Linked DNA regions of Mus musculus: all the other regions are linked to region 2. A link is a contact called in public ChIA-PET and HiChIP or PLAC-seq data. All regions are on one chromosome and are shown on one strand. The core of a region is the stretch at or near the end of the contact, and the rest is flanking DNA. Distances in the headings are between cores, read along the strand shown. Region 1 holds the start of Tagln3 (transgelin 3). Region 2 holds the start of Atg3 (autophagy related 3). Region 3 overlaps Spice1 (spindle and centriole associated protein 1).

Region 1 (4,551 bases), core at 1,607-4,106, 570 kb before region 2:
TGCTGTATTTCTTAGGGGACAATAAGGAAAAATTACATTTTCAAAGCATAATACCTCTCTCACTTTTATTTATTTATTTTTCCAGGATGGTCTTGAACTCATGGTCCTGCTTCAATCTTCTTGTTTGTTTTCAGAGACAGGGTTTCTCTGTGTAGCCCTGGCTGTCCTGGAAATCACTCTGTAGACCAGGCTGGCCTCGAACTCAGAAATCTGCCTGCCCCTGCCTCCCAAGTGCTGGGATTAAAGGTGTGCACCACCACTGCCTGGCCTGCTTCAACCTTCTAATTTTGAAATTACAGGCATGAACTGCACTGCTATGCCAGGTCCACACAAGGGTATTTTGTTATGCTTTTTGTTTATGTTTTTGGGTTATATTTGGTTGGGTTTGGATTTTTTGTCTTGCTTTTTGTTTTTGTTTTATTTATACACACACACACACACACACACACACACACACACACACACACACACACACACATATATATATATATATATATATATATATATATATATATATATATATATATATATATATATATATATAATTTGGATCCTCAATGTGGAATCTTCATATATGGAGGGCTAACTGACTCTTTTGAAGTTCTTTTTTTTAAAAAAGAAGAAATATGTTTTATGTTTATGTGTGTGCATCTTCATGAATTCATGTGCCCACGTGCTTTTAAGTGCCAGAGGAGACCAAAAAATGGCGTTGAATCCCAGGAACTAGAGTTTCTTGAGTTATGACAGAAATAGAATATAGAGACTACATCTAGAAAAATGCAGGCAAGTTTCTAAGGTAAATATATATTTTAGGGAGCATGATACTTCCCATTTTACCTTGTTTATACTGGTATATTCAGGGGTTTACTGAGAGGTTTGCTTTCTTCCATCAATTAATGAAGCTCACTGGGTCTTCATTCGTAGCCTTCAGCATCTCTTCGCAGCCCTTGACTCAGCCCATCCCTCTTACTCCAGGAGGTTGGTCCCTACGGTCCCTGCCATGACAGTGCTTTGCCTGTGCATTATTGATAGAATTTACTGCCTTGAAATCCTCTGCTGATGCTCCAATCTCTTTCTTTAAAGCACTTTTGAGTTTGAACTTGTTTTTATGGCATCATTTATTTATCCCCAAACAGCTCGGACTTGGTGCCTGAATTCCTCAGGGCCTCCGCCCTCCCCCCCACCCCCGCCCAACTTGTAATGTTAATTTTCCTTTAGTTCTGGCCTTGATGGTCTTTTCATGTTACTTGCTTGAGTAACGTCACCCAGGTTCATGGTTTTAACTCCTACCTACCAAGCAGATGACTCAAGTTTCTACCCATTAGATGATTCTCCTGAGCGCCAGACTTATAAAACAGTCGCCCAATGATCTCAGACAGTAGCAGGACCAACTTTTATTACCTCTGTCCTTTGTATACCACCCTACCTGTGAGTTCTTCTGCAGTAAAGTAGCACCACTATTAATTCAGCTACATCAGTCAGATGAGTGAGTCTCTTGCCTTTTATCCAGTGATGATCTGGTGGTTTTCTTTCTCCTGAAAATATTCGAATTCCCTTGCATGGCAAATTAGTGTGAGGTTGGTAAGTGCCTAATAACTGGCTTTTTACTGCTGGCACTTGCCACCATCCTTGGGATATGGATTCTCATCAGGACCAGATTCAAACTTCCGCTGTGGCATCTCTGAAAGCAATGTGGCGAAGAAAGCCCAGGACCATACAATTATACAGTGTTTATCTTCTGTAGAGACTTGAATACAAATATCTTCAAGAATATAAATTATTGGGAAGTGTAACAAAAATAAAGAGCAATTCATTTTGGATACTTCATCTTTGTCACTTTTACTTATGTAACCCAGTAACTAAAGATGACAGAATTTACAAACTGACCCTTAAAATTACTGAAAACTCTAACCTCAAACCCTTGCAAAGCAGTGTTTTATTACCTGGAGCCAGTCTGACGTTCCAGTCTCAGTTTACTTGCTGATTCTAAGACTTTTTCACCTTTTAAAAAAATACTAATTTAAAATATTTATTTTATATTCATGAACGTTTTACTTGCATGAATATCTGTGCACTGAATGCAACCTACCAAAACTTTTAGGGTACGGAGAGACTTCTGTTTAATTAGAAAATTTGTCTTATATATTTTATTTTAAAGTAACATTTATAAGACTTATCCCTTGAATAGAGCCAAACCAAGCCCAGAGGTTTTCTACGGGTTGGAAGTTTCTGGATGGAACTGCCTTGACAGCTTAAGTAAACGGTTGCAGCTTCCAGTGTCACCCCCATCCCGACCCCATCCTGTCCTGTAACAACTGTCCCTTCAGTGCAAGGTTAAAGTGGTTTGGCTATTCCTGGCAGATGGGCACTTAGCAGAATGGACCCTCCCAGAGGCCCAAGTCCCCTCAGGCAGCTGTGTGGGGCCTCAGATACAATGCTGGGTTTCCCAGAGGAGAAGAAAGGATTGTGCGGCAGAGAAAGAAGCTCCCAGCGGGAGGCAGGCGGTCTGGCCTGTCTAGGAGAGGGCTGGTTTTGGGGCGCTCTTAGCAACAGCCCTGGTTTGACCCTCCTTAGCCGTGAGAAAATCAAATCCAGGGCGCCTTGCTTCCAATCTCCTGCACCATCCGCGGCGTAATGTTGAGACATCCTTTCTCCCGCCTGTTAATTACCTGCTCTGGGCATCTCTAGCAAAGTGCTGCTGAGAGCGGAAGCAAGCAACCATCGCCCACCACCCACCGTCTGTCTGGGGGCTTATGCTCACGAATGAGTCCCATGTACATCATCCGGTCTGCCTGACAGGCAGGACTGAGAAAGGGGGGTTCCAGCCCCCCGTGGGCTGGCCAGGGCTTTATTCTAGAGTCCAGAGCGGCGCGTGGCTGCGCTTTTCTTTCCCGTTTGTAGGTGAAACCCCATTGGCTTCATTGGCTCCTTGATTTTAAACCACGCCCGGCTTTCTGCCCGCTTTGCTGCTGCTGGGTTCGGCCTCCCTGCCACATCCCAGCCGGGTTCTCAGGAAACCCGGGGGCTCCTGTGGCTGCTATTGTGTGGATGCCGCGTGTGTCCTCTCTTCTCTTCCAGAGATGGCTAACAGGGGTCCGAGCTATGGCTTAAGCCGAGAGGTGCAGGAGAAGATTGAGCAGAAGTATGACGCGGATCTGGAGAACAAGCTGGTGGACTGGATCATCCTGCAGTGTGCTGAGGATATAGAGCACCCGCCCCCGGGCAGGGCCCATTTTCAGAAATGGTTGATGGACGGGACGGTAAGGCGGGCAAGGATATTGGTTGTTGGGGCGCTGGGCAGGGAAACCCTGCTAGGGCCTTTTCTTTCCATGTGAGGCCCGGGGAGATCCCCTGTTGCCAAGGTCTGGGTCTCACCGGGAGAGATGAGCATGCCTTTATTTCTCCAGGGCTGGCTGCAATTCTGAGGGCTCTCTGCACAATTTCCTAGCTAGTTTAGAGGATTCTCCACCTATATGAGACTCAAGCTTCCTTCTGAGCTGTAAGCAAAACTGGAGCCCTTTTGATGTTTCCATTCAGAGTAGGGCTAAGCGCTGCTGCTGTGTGATCTCCTTAGCCTTCTTGGGCTGTTCTTACCCCCAAGGGAACCAGCTGGTTACACGGTGAAACAAAGGAAGGGGGTCAGGCTAGCCAACTTGTCATCCTCCATGGAAGCTGTATCCCTTGGAGGTGCTCAGGATCTCTTGAGCAGATGAGTTCCCCTGAACAGGAAGGGAATCCTTATGTGATAAGTGCCTTTCTGTCCAGATACTGTGTGTTTGGGTTCCAGGAGGACAGCTGAGCTAAGTCAAAGAAGCCCATCTTTTCTGGCAAGCTGTGATTTACTGTTACATAACTGCTATCCCACCTATTTGTTGGGCATCGTAGGGCTTGGCTTCTAAGAGTCTCTGAGAAGACCCAATTCAGTTCTTTGACGCATCACAAACTTAGATAGGATGAGTTAGTGAAAACAGCAGATCCCAGAGAGCAGATCAGAATCCTCCCGGTTCCCCGTGAGCCTCCAATGCATCCTCCATTAAGAATGGGAGATCATGTCCTCATCATCCAGGATTTTCAAGGAGGGAACTAGGTTCTGGCTGCAAGATTGTGGTCAGCTATTGTCTGTGAATGGGCTCCCTGGGGGTCTTCTGTGGTGTGGGTGTGTGTCTGTGTGTGTGTGTGTGTGTGTGTGTGTGTGTGTGTGTGTGTAGATGCACCACTCACTTCTGACCTGTGACATTTATTGCAAAGGGAAACACACTAACCCTCTGTCCCCCACACTCCCTTTTTAGGTCCTGTGCAAGCTGATAAACAGTTTATATCCACCAGGGCAAGAACCCATCCCCAAGATCTCAGAGTCAAAGATGGCTTTTAAGCAGATGGAGCAAATCTCTCAGTTCCTGAAAGCTGCCGAGGTCTATGGTGTCAGGACCACTGACATTTTTCAAACAGTGGATCTCTGGGAAGGTAAACTGCCCTCCTGGCTTTAGGTCTGTCTCCCCTGGACTCTTGTCCCAGTACCTCTTCTTTTCTCTGTCCTCTATTTGCAAAAGC
Region 2 (4,381 bases), core at 268-2,767:
ATCTTAACTAAAATGACTGTCACTGTATACATATAAAAGAAACATTCGCAATTGTTCCAGATTCTTCAAACTTGATCCAAAAATGTATTTTTTTCAAAAGTATTTTATTTTATTTTACTTTATTTTTTGGTATTTTTCGAGACAGGGTTTCTCTGTGTAGCACTGGCTGTCCTGGAACTCACTCTGTAGACCAGGCTGGCCTTGAACTCAGAAATCCGCCTGCCTCTACCTCTCAAGTGCTGGGATTAAAGGTGTGCAACCCCAACGCCTGGCCCAAAAGTATTTTGGTAATAATTATTGGAAAGCATTCCCCCCTTGCCAAGGAAAGATCGAACAGCCTACTCTGCCCATCAGCAGATTTCACCCCTGCACTAAGATTGGTAAAATTCTAACTGAAAGCTAAGTACAGAACAAAAACTACGCAAAATTATCTGTTTCTCTTTTACTGCTTGCTTTTTACAAAGCAAAATCAAGTTACCGTATGTAGCCTAGAAGGTGTAAGAAAGCTCTGAATGAAGCCCTGAAATTTTACTTTTGAAAGCAAGTAATCCAATCTGTGCTAACAGCTAACCTATCACAACTTTCACCTAAAAATGTCAATAGTGTTTCCAATCTATACAATATACAATCGGCTGTGCTGAACTGTTGCTGTAGGATCACTCAAGTCCAAGATTAATAATCACTTACGGCTACCTTAAAGGCTTGAGAAACGTCAAGTTTCGCTCTAGTTCGGCTCAGAGTTACTAACATGTCACAGTTTACTATGTTCCTCTGAAACCTAAGCAAGTTGGGAATTAGATCACCCGAAAAGCAAAACTTCCTATGAAACTTGGAAGGAAACGTGGCATGCTGTTTAGCCACCAAGCTGTCATCTTTTCAAAGGTTAACCCAGTCTACCTATTTAAAAGACTATGGATGTCAGAACGTTCGTACCTCTGCTCCGCACCACCTAGCCGTGCACTCCAAGGCGGCACTGATCAGTGGAGACAGCAGGCACCCAGTTTCACTCTAGTGGAAGCGGGGAAGCCAGCAAGCCTTGGGACTGGCCCAGGAGCCCAAGGCAAGAGGCAGCACCCGGCCGCGCGACTCGCCCCTCCACCTTCTACACCCCGTCCACGCTGGGGACCGGGACTTGGGCAACCAGGGCAGAGCAAGCCAGACCCTCCCCGCTTACCTTGAGGACCGGGGTCAGGTACTCGGCCACTTCCAGAGCCTTTCCCTTCACCGTGTTGATCACATTCTGCATCCTGGGGCTGGAGCAGCGATAGGGCACGGAGGGACTGTCGCAATCCGGGCCACAGGGGAGTCAAAAACTGCCCCGGACGTGCCCGACTGGCATCGAACCTCGCAGCGGCACCGGCCCGGCCGGGGGGGAGGGGCGGCGACACGCGGAGGCCCGGCCCAGCTGTCACCTGGCCGCCACCGCAGAGGGCCCAAGCCGGCTGAGCGAGAGGCGGGTGCGCGCGCAGCCCCCGGCCTTCTCCAAGCTGTCTCTCTTCCCCGGAGCTCCACTGAACACCCCTTCCGGCTTCCCCTTCCTCTTCTCACACTCTCCCAACAGCCCCGCCGCCACCTAAGGCCTCACGTGACTCGACTCTCCCAGGACACGTGACAAAAGGAGGCCCGCGGGGGCGGGACCGGCCGGCCTCTGCTCCCTCCGGCCCGCCCCCCGGAAGCGCTGGAATGAGCGCGCCTGCGCAATGGCCGCTCAGGCTGCTCTTCCCTAGCGGGCGGCTCTTAGCTTTGTATTCCAGCCCTGGAAGGCAGCGTGAGAAGGGTTGATTTTTATTGTTTTTTGTTTGTTTTTGTTTTTGTTTTTTGTTTTTTGTCGCCTTTGCTCCCGGCTCATAGTTTCCCCACCAATGGGCCTTCAAAACCTACTGCTGCTACTACGAACTTAGGCAGTCACTATGTCGGCTCTATGATGTCCGTTCTTGCACTAGAACCTTCCCTGAGCGACTGAGGTAACCGCGCCCTCGCGGGCTGAGTGTTGTGGCTCGAGCGTGTTAAGGGGCTTGGGAGCCGCCCGCGATTCCTATTGCGCATGTGTGGGAGGGTTTCCCTGACAGTGAGGGAAACCTGGTGGAGGTGGGAGGAGTGCTGACCCATTGGCCTTCTGTCCATTGGCTTGTGCCCACCTGCTCTCTGATTTGGGCCTGTGTCTGCGGCCCTTGACGGCTCTATGTTCCCATCCTACCTGTGCGCGTTGGGCAAGTATTTACCCTGCCTGGAGTTTCGTGACCATCTGTCGTGAAAGACCGACCAGTTAGGCTCACTGACCCAAGATGAGCCTTCTGGTCCCATCCTGGTTCACTTAAGAGTCATTAGCTGTGATTCAACTATTTGCACTGAGGTCGCTTCTGTAAAAGAATCGTTCCCAGTGAGCTCTTTTTCTGCTCTGAAAGGAAAGGCCATTCCAAAATTCATTCCTTGTGGACCAAAGTTAATACGAATAAACTGCTTTTCTGCAGTCCCAAACTGTCAGTTACACATTTCCTAACTTATTTCCAATCTGGCCATCCCCTCTCTGTCTTGAGACTTGCCTCTCCTATCAGATGTTGGCAGTATGGTTTGTTTCCTTTAAGTCCTCTCTGTTGTCCTCGGCTGTCTTCCGTCTGCTGTAGTTGTGGCCAGACTTCTACAGGTTTCCTTTTCTATTCTTCACAGTCTTCAGTCTTTGCATTGTGTTTAATCCTTAGGTCTGCCGACGGGGCTGCTCATGAAAGTGATCTTCTTAAGGCAATTAAAAACCCGTGGAATGGAAAGAAAATGCTCCAGGCGCCCTGGGTTAGGCCCACCAACGCTGTACACATTCCTGCTAGGCATTATATTCATTACTCTAAGTTCAAGTCGAATCTTACTGGTAAAATACTCTGCCAATGAAGGTGAGTTAAAATGGAAATGTGTATGGGGTGCTTTTAATCATTTGCCTGGTGTTCTTATGAATAAATTATACGTGATGCCTTTTAAAGTACTATGCTTTGTGTCCATGATAAAGTGTATTGAAAATTTAAACTTTAACCTTGTGTGTTCCTTGGCAACATTTTTTTAACCCTGGATGAAATTTGGATCATTTAAGTGCAAGGTAAAGCACAGTGTATCTAACATCTGATTATACCCAGATGCCCAACAAGTGTTTCTGGATTTCTAGTAAAACATACAACTATAGCTTATTTGGAAATACAATATATTTGTTTAGTTATCTAGTTGGGCTCCTACTTGTGAATGTAAGTCTCGACTTCAGTTAATATCATGCCCTAGGCTCTGTTTTAATAGCATATTAGTTTCTTTCCTCATTGCTCTGACAAAATACTTGCCCAAAGCAGGTTAAGGAAAGGGTTTCTTTGTGCTCACTATCTGAGCGTAGGGTTCACCAAGCAAAGAGGTCATGGTAGCGGAAGCTCTCGTAGCAGTTATTCACATGGCACCCACAGGCATCAAGCAAGAAGAGAGAGTATGCTTGGGGCAGAAGAGATACCCCAGAAGCAAAGAACACTGGCTGGTTTTCTCGAGTCTGTAGGTTCAGTTCCCAGCATCCACATGGCAACTCAAAACTGACGATAGCTATAATCCCAGAAAGTTGAAATGTACTCCCCAGATCTGCTAAATACACTTCATCCACTGTAGTCTTCTGCCACCTAACTAGAATTCTACCATCCATTGACATATTACAGGAAAAATATTTTCAATTTTTTTTAAAAAGTCACACCCAGCTCATTTTCACTTTCTTATTTAGTCTAAGATATTAGCCCAGGAAATGCTGTTCCCCAAAGGTAAGGTGGTTCTTCCTACCTCAAGCTAATTTACATAGTCCCTTACAGGCATGCTCAGAGGCTAATCTAATTGAGATAATTCCTCACTAGACCAGAGGCCTAGTCACAGTCATAGAGTTCATAGTGCATACAGACGATATCCTTAAGAGCTTGGTTTATTAGAAGAGATAAACATGTAAATATGTTATAGAAGTCTATTAAAAGAAATGGAATAAAAAAGACTATGTCCAAGCTGCAGAGACAGTCTGAAAAAGTACTCTCTGGGAGAGGATGGTGGGCCCTGCTTCCTATGTACTCTTTTTGTTTGGTACATAGGAAAAAAGAGTACATAGGAAGCAGGGCCACTTCTATCTAGATGCCAGTTGATTTGCCAGAAGAACAGGGATGTGGGGCATTGGAATCAAAGACAGCAACTTATAAAAAGGAACAGAGGGAAAAGAACAAACAGTTGGGGAAAAACGTGTAGTTAAGAGTTATTAGGTGATAGTGGCTCACACCTTTAATCCCAGCACTTGGGAGGCAGAGGCAGGCAGATCTCTGAATTCAAGGCCACCCTGGGCTACAGATCGAGTTTCAGGACAGCCAAGGCTACACACAGAGAAACCCTG
Region 3 (4,688 bases), core at 608-3,107, 800 kb after region 2:
CATCCTTAATCATCAGGGAAATGCAAATCAAAACAACCCTGAGATTCCACCTCACACCAGTCAGAATGGCTAAGATCAAAATTCAGGTGACAGCAGATGCTGGCGAGGATGTGGAGAAAGAGGAACACTCCTCCATTGTTGGTGGGATTGCAAGCTTGTACAACCACTCTGGAAATCAGTCTGGCGGTTCCTCAGAAAATTGGACATAGTACTACCTGAGGATCCCGCAATACCTCTCCTGGGCATATATCCAGAAGATGTTCCAATCAGTAAGAAGGACACATGCTCCACTATGTTCATAGCAGCCTTGTTTATAATAGCCAGAAGCTGGAAGGAACCCAGATGCCCCTCAACAGAGGAATGGATATAGAAAATGTGGTACATCTACACAATGGAGTACTACTCAGCTATGAAAAAGAATGAATTTATGAAATTCCTAGGCAAATGGATGGATCTTGAGGTAACCCAATCACAAAAGAACTCACACAATATGTACTCACTGATAAGTGGATATTAGCCCAGAAACTTAGAATACCCAAGATATAAGATACAATTTGCTAAACACATGCTCAAGAAGAATGAAGACCAAAGTGTGGACATTTTGCCCCTTCTTATAATTGGGAACAAAACACCCATGGAAGGAGTTACAGAGACACAGTTTGGAGCTGAGACGAAAGGATGGACCATGTAGAGACTGCCATATCCAGGGATCCACCCCATAATCAGCATCCAAATGCTGACACCATTGCATACACTAGCAAGATTTTGCTGAAAGGACCCAGATATAGCTCTCTCTTGTGAGACTATGCCGGGGCCTAGCAAACACAGAAGTGGATGCTCACAGTCAGCTAGTGGATGGACCACAGGGCCCCCAATGGAGGAGCTAGAGAAAGTAACCAAGGAGCTAAAGGGATCTTCAACCCTATAGGTGGAACAATATGAACTACCCAGTACCCCACCAGAGCTCATGTCTCTAGCTGCATATGTATCAGAAGATGGCCTAGTCGGCCATCAGTGGAAAGAGAGGCCCATTGGTCGTGCAAACTTTATCTGCCTCAGTACAGGGGAATGTCAGGGCCAAGAAGTGGGAGTGGGTGGGTGGGGGAGTGGGTGAGGGAGAGGGTAGGGGACTTTTGGGGTAGCATTAGAAATGTAAATGAAATAAATACCTAAATAAATAAATAAATACAAACAACAACAACAACAACAACAACAAAACCCAAAGCCATATGCTACAGATGAGTCAACTCTGCCTACTGCCACCAGATGGCATTCTTGAGCTGAAAGGAATCTTAAAATCAAGGCAGCTCCTTTTCTAACCCTGACTCAAATCAATAAAGCATCTAATATCAAACACGCTGAGTGGAATTTCTCTGTAATAGAGAAAATCACATCACATGGCAATTACTATTTTACAATACAGAAATATAAGTGAGTAGCATTCTTCTGCTATCCTTTCTGCCATGGCCAAGTGGGCCGGCCGGCTAGGTCAGTTAATGAGATTGCCATTTGTACCTTCCATAGAGTAACTTTAGAACTGCAAAGGCCAAGAGCACACACCGTACAGAATACTGGGCTTAGGGCCCACACTAGAAATAGTAAATAAACTCTAACCACTTTAGTTAGTTTCCTGCGACGTCAATGGCGCACAGCATGGGTTTTACTTGAGACCTGATTATAGTTGACACCGGGCATGTAGTTGTTAATAAGATTGTTTTTCCACTTAACTGCTCTGTCAGCTCCATGACTTTACTTTGACAGAGGGTGTGTGGTGGTTTGTCTATGCTTTGCCCAGGGAGTGGCACTAGTAGGAGGTGTGGTCTTGATGGAGTAGGTGCGATCTTGTTGGAGGAAGTGTGTCATTGTGGGGAGTGAGCAATGAGACCCATCTCCTAACCACGTGGGAGACAGTCTTCTAGCAGCCTTCAGATGATGATGTAGAATTCTCAACTCCTCCAACACCATGCTTGCCTAGATAGATGCTGCCCTGCCCCACCTTGATAATGGACTGAACCTCTGAACCTAACCTGCAAGCCAGACCCAATTGAATGTTGTCCCTTTTAAGAGTTGCCTTGGTCATGGTGTCTCTTCACATCAATGAAACCCTAACAGGGTAATGCCTTAAAAACAAAAAGTAGTAAATTCTTCAAATTATCAATAGAAAATAAGCTGTGTTATTTTTCTAACATGGTAACAACCATGCCTTTGTATCAGGGATATGCCTACCGTCCTATCATATCCATTAAATACAGACAACACAAGCACAGAAAAATTTAGTGACTGAAACAAAATATGCGCATGCTCTTTGATCCTTAGTTTTCTTTTCTTCCTTCCCCCAGTACTTGAGAGTAAACCCTGAAACACCCTAGGTAAGTGCTCTAACACTGAGCTAAAGCACCAGCCCTTGACTTAGTGCTTCTGTTAATAATTAACCCAACAAACAAGCCTGTACCCAAAAACACAATGAAGACTATCTGCTGGATTATTTATCATGCCAAGATAAGATGCAATCTGAGTGGCACACACTACTACTTATCCCTAATACTGCCCTTTAATAGCAACTCCTAAGTTCCTGGTGGCGGTGGTGGTGGTGGTTGTGGTGAGTTTTTGACACAGGTTTTTTTTCTGTAACAGCCCTGGATGTCCTGGAACTTGCTTTGTAGACCAGGCTGGCCTCAAACTCACAGAGACCGACCTGCCTCTGCCTCCTGGTGATGAGTGCTGGGACTAAAGGCATGGGCCACAATGCCTGAGCCGACTCCTGCATTTTAATCAAGGAAGCAGCTCAAGTTCCAACCCATCTTTGAATACAGGAGCCTCCAAGCAATAGTGTCCTGGAGAACAGCACACAGTGCCAATGGCTGGCATAAAAGGAGTAGCAGACACTCTCTACTTCCACTTGCTGTTGCCCTGCAAACAACTGAAGGACACTGTAGCAGCCACCCTGTGTTCAGGATGCTGAAGAACTGCGGGACCCTCTACCAGCTACCTCTGAGCTCTCCATGAGAGAACTAAATCTGTGTTTTGTTTAAGTTACTATATTGAGTTCTTTTATTCCCAGAAGCTAAGTGTCCACAAATAGAACAATAATAAATTATGGCAAATCTACATCCAAACCTAGACATTAAAAAGGTAAATTTATTTCTAACTACTGACTTTCAAGATACACTGGCATATCAATAGAATCTAATCACCACCTCCACCCTACAGGGATGTCCTAGTGTGTGGATACACTGAAAACCTGTATGATGCTTCGAGGGTTATTAAAATACATATTATACTGTCTTATGAACCAAATTTCTACCTTTGGTGAAATATCTTCCAAGTCCATATAATTAAGAGCTTAGGAAGCGTAACTTATAATGGATATATATAATAAATATATAATAAATCAACATGGCTATGGCTACAGTAGAAACTGACAAAGGCAGAAAGTAGAGGAATAATCTTACTAATCTGTTGACACTGGGTATTAATTACAGTCAGACCTCAAGTAAAGCCACCACTTTGCCTTCTCCTACTGAGTCTCCGTCACATTCCTCGGAGTAGATTGTTCATGAGGCCAAAGATCACTGTACTAAGTAAGACAGTAAAAGAAAACATCTAAATCTCACCAAAAGCTACAGTTCTAACACCCTGCAGAACACAAAAACACACGGGAACTGGGGAAACCTCCCCACCTAGCTTCACTAACTCTGAATCTTAGAGTTGAGGTACAGTGGTTCCCCACCCTCCTCAGGAGCATCTTGGCCATGATGAAGTCTCATGTGCAGTCAGGACTGAGAATCACCACACCACAGATGAGACCCTGCACCTGTCCCCTCATTACTCTTCTTGTCCCCTTACTTCACCTACATTTAGTACTTGTATGAAAAGCTACGGGAGCTGCAGAGATGGCTCAGTGGTTATCACAGGCTAAGAATGCTTATGGCAACAAGAAATAAAATAAAATAAAATGAAGGCTGGAGAGATGGCTCAGTGGTTAAGAGCATTGACTGCTCTTCCAAAGATCCTGAGTTCAATTCCCAGCAACCACATGGTGGCTCAAAACACTCTGTAATGGGATCAGATACCCTCTTCTGGTGTGTCTGAAGAAGTATACTTCTACAGTGTACTCATATACATTAAATAAATAATTTAAAAAAAAAAAAAAGAATGCTCATGGCTCTTGCCGAGGCTGGAGTCCCAGCACCCATCTAGTAACTCAGAATTCTCTGTGACTTAGTTTTAAGAAATCTGACAGCCTCTTCTGACCTCCACTGGCACCAGACACACAGACACACAGACAGACAGACAGGCAGACAGACAGACAGACAGAGATGCAGGCAAACACCCTTATACAAAAAAGAAAACAAATGAAACTAAATCTTCAAAAATTAAAAGGAAAAGAAGATTAAAACTAGAAAAAGAAAACCTCCCAAAGAGGGTCTCGAGGTCAGATCTGTGGTTTTAGACTGTTCAATGAGAATTAACATGTGTGCATGACTGGCTCACGATTATAACATGAGAAGTCGTATTCTCTGATCCACTGTTCCTTCCTCATGTCTTATAAACATTTATTTGGGAGACACAGTTTTCCTCGATGCAGATTTTTCTAAGAACTCTAAGGAACTTCTCAAAAGGCAGCCTATGGCTTAAAGCCACCGTGAAAGGCCACGCAGATGGCAAGCACTGTACGCTAACCCTGG

The links. ChIA-PET counts read pairs in DNA pulled down with a chosen protein or histone mark. HiChIP or PLAC-seq counts read pairs in DNA pulled down with a chosen protein or histone mark.
Region 1: an H3K27ac HiChIP or PLAC-seq map of embryonic stem cells shows a contact between it and region 2, with 3 times the contacts expected there. The contact joins the promoter of Tagln3 here to the promoter of Atg3 in region 2. A contact is called at or near these places in 4 of 39 promoter capture datasets (the C10 cell line, hematopoietic stem and progenitor cells, liver and 1 more), 1 of 484 Hi-C or Micro-C datasets (erythroblasts), 3 of 115 datasets of contacts at active chromatin or transcription factors (embryonic stem cells, forebrain and pro-B cells) and 1 of 9 other capture datasets (pancreatic islet).
Region 3: a contact with region 2 is called in an RNA polymerase II ChIA-PET map of memory CD8 T cells, with 40 read pairs. The contact joins the enhancer-like site here to the promoter of Atg3 in region 2. A contact is called at or near these places in 3 of 39 promoter capture datasets (the 3T3-L1 cell line, cranial neural crest and liver), 3 of 484 Hi-C or Micro-C datasets (CD4 T cells, erythroblasts and rod photoreceptor), 2 of 115 datasets of contacts at active chromatin or transcription factors (memory CD8 T cells and microglia) and 1 of 9 other capture datasets (adipose tissue).

The regions. Positions count from the first base shown.
Region 1 is chr16:45,722,836-45,727,386 of GRCm38.p6, reverse strand. Tagln3 (transgelin 3) reads left to right here and starts at 2,856. Exons shown (of 4, transcript NM_019754.3): 1 at 2,856-3,260; 2 at 4,290-4,464. The coding sequence starts at 3,081.
Region 2 is chr16:45,155,965-45,160,345 of GRCm38.p6, reverse strand. It overlaps Atg3 (autophagy related 3), which reads right to left and starts at 1,517. Exons shown (of 12, transcript NM_026402.3): 1 at 1,175-1,517. The coding sequence starts at 1,246. It overlaps Slc35a5 (solute carrier family 35, member A5), which reads left to right and starts at 1,673. Exons shown (of 7, transcript NM_028756.4): 1 at 1,673-1,964; 2 at 2,700-2,885. The coding sequence starts at 2,720.
Region 3 is chr16:44,359,275-44,363,962 of GRCm38.p6, reverse strand. The region is part of intron 4 of Spice1 (spindle and centriole associated protein 1); the gene reads right to left. Among named protein-coding and RNA genes, the nearest start is that of Spice1, 14 kb to the right of the region's middle. Within about 2 kb of position 1,857, at least 14 of the 459 cell types and tissues checked have an H3K27ac peak or open chromatin away from gene starts, as enhancers often do. A contact at or near this core is called in memory CD8 T cells, where this site is marked.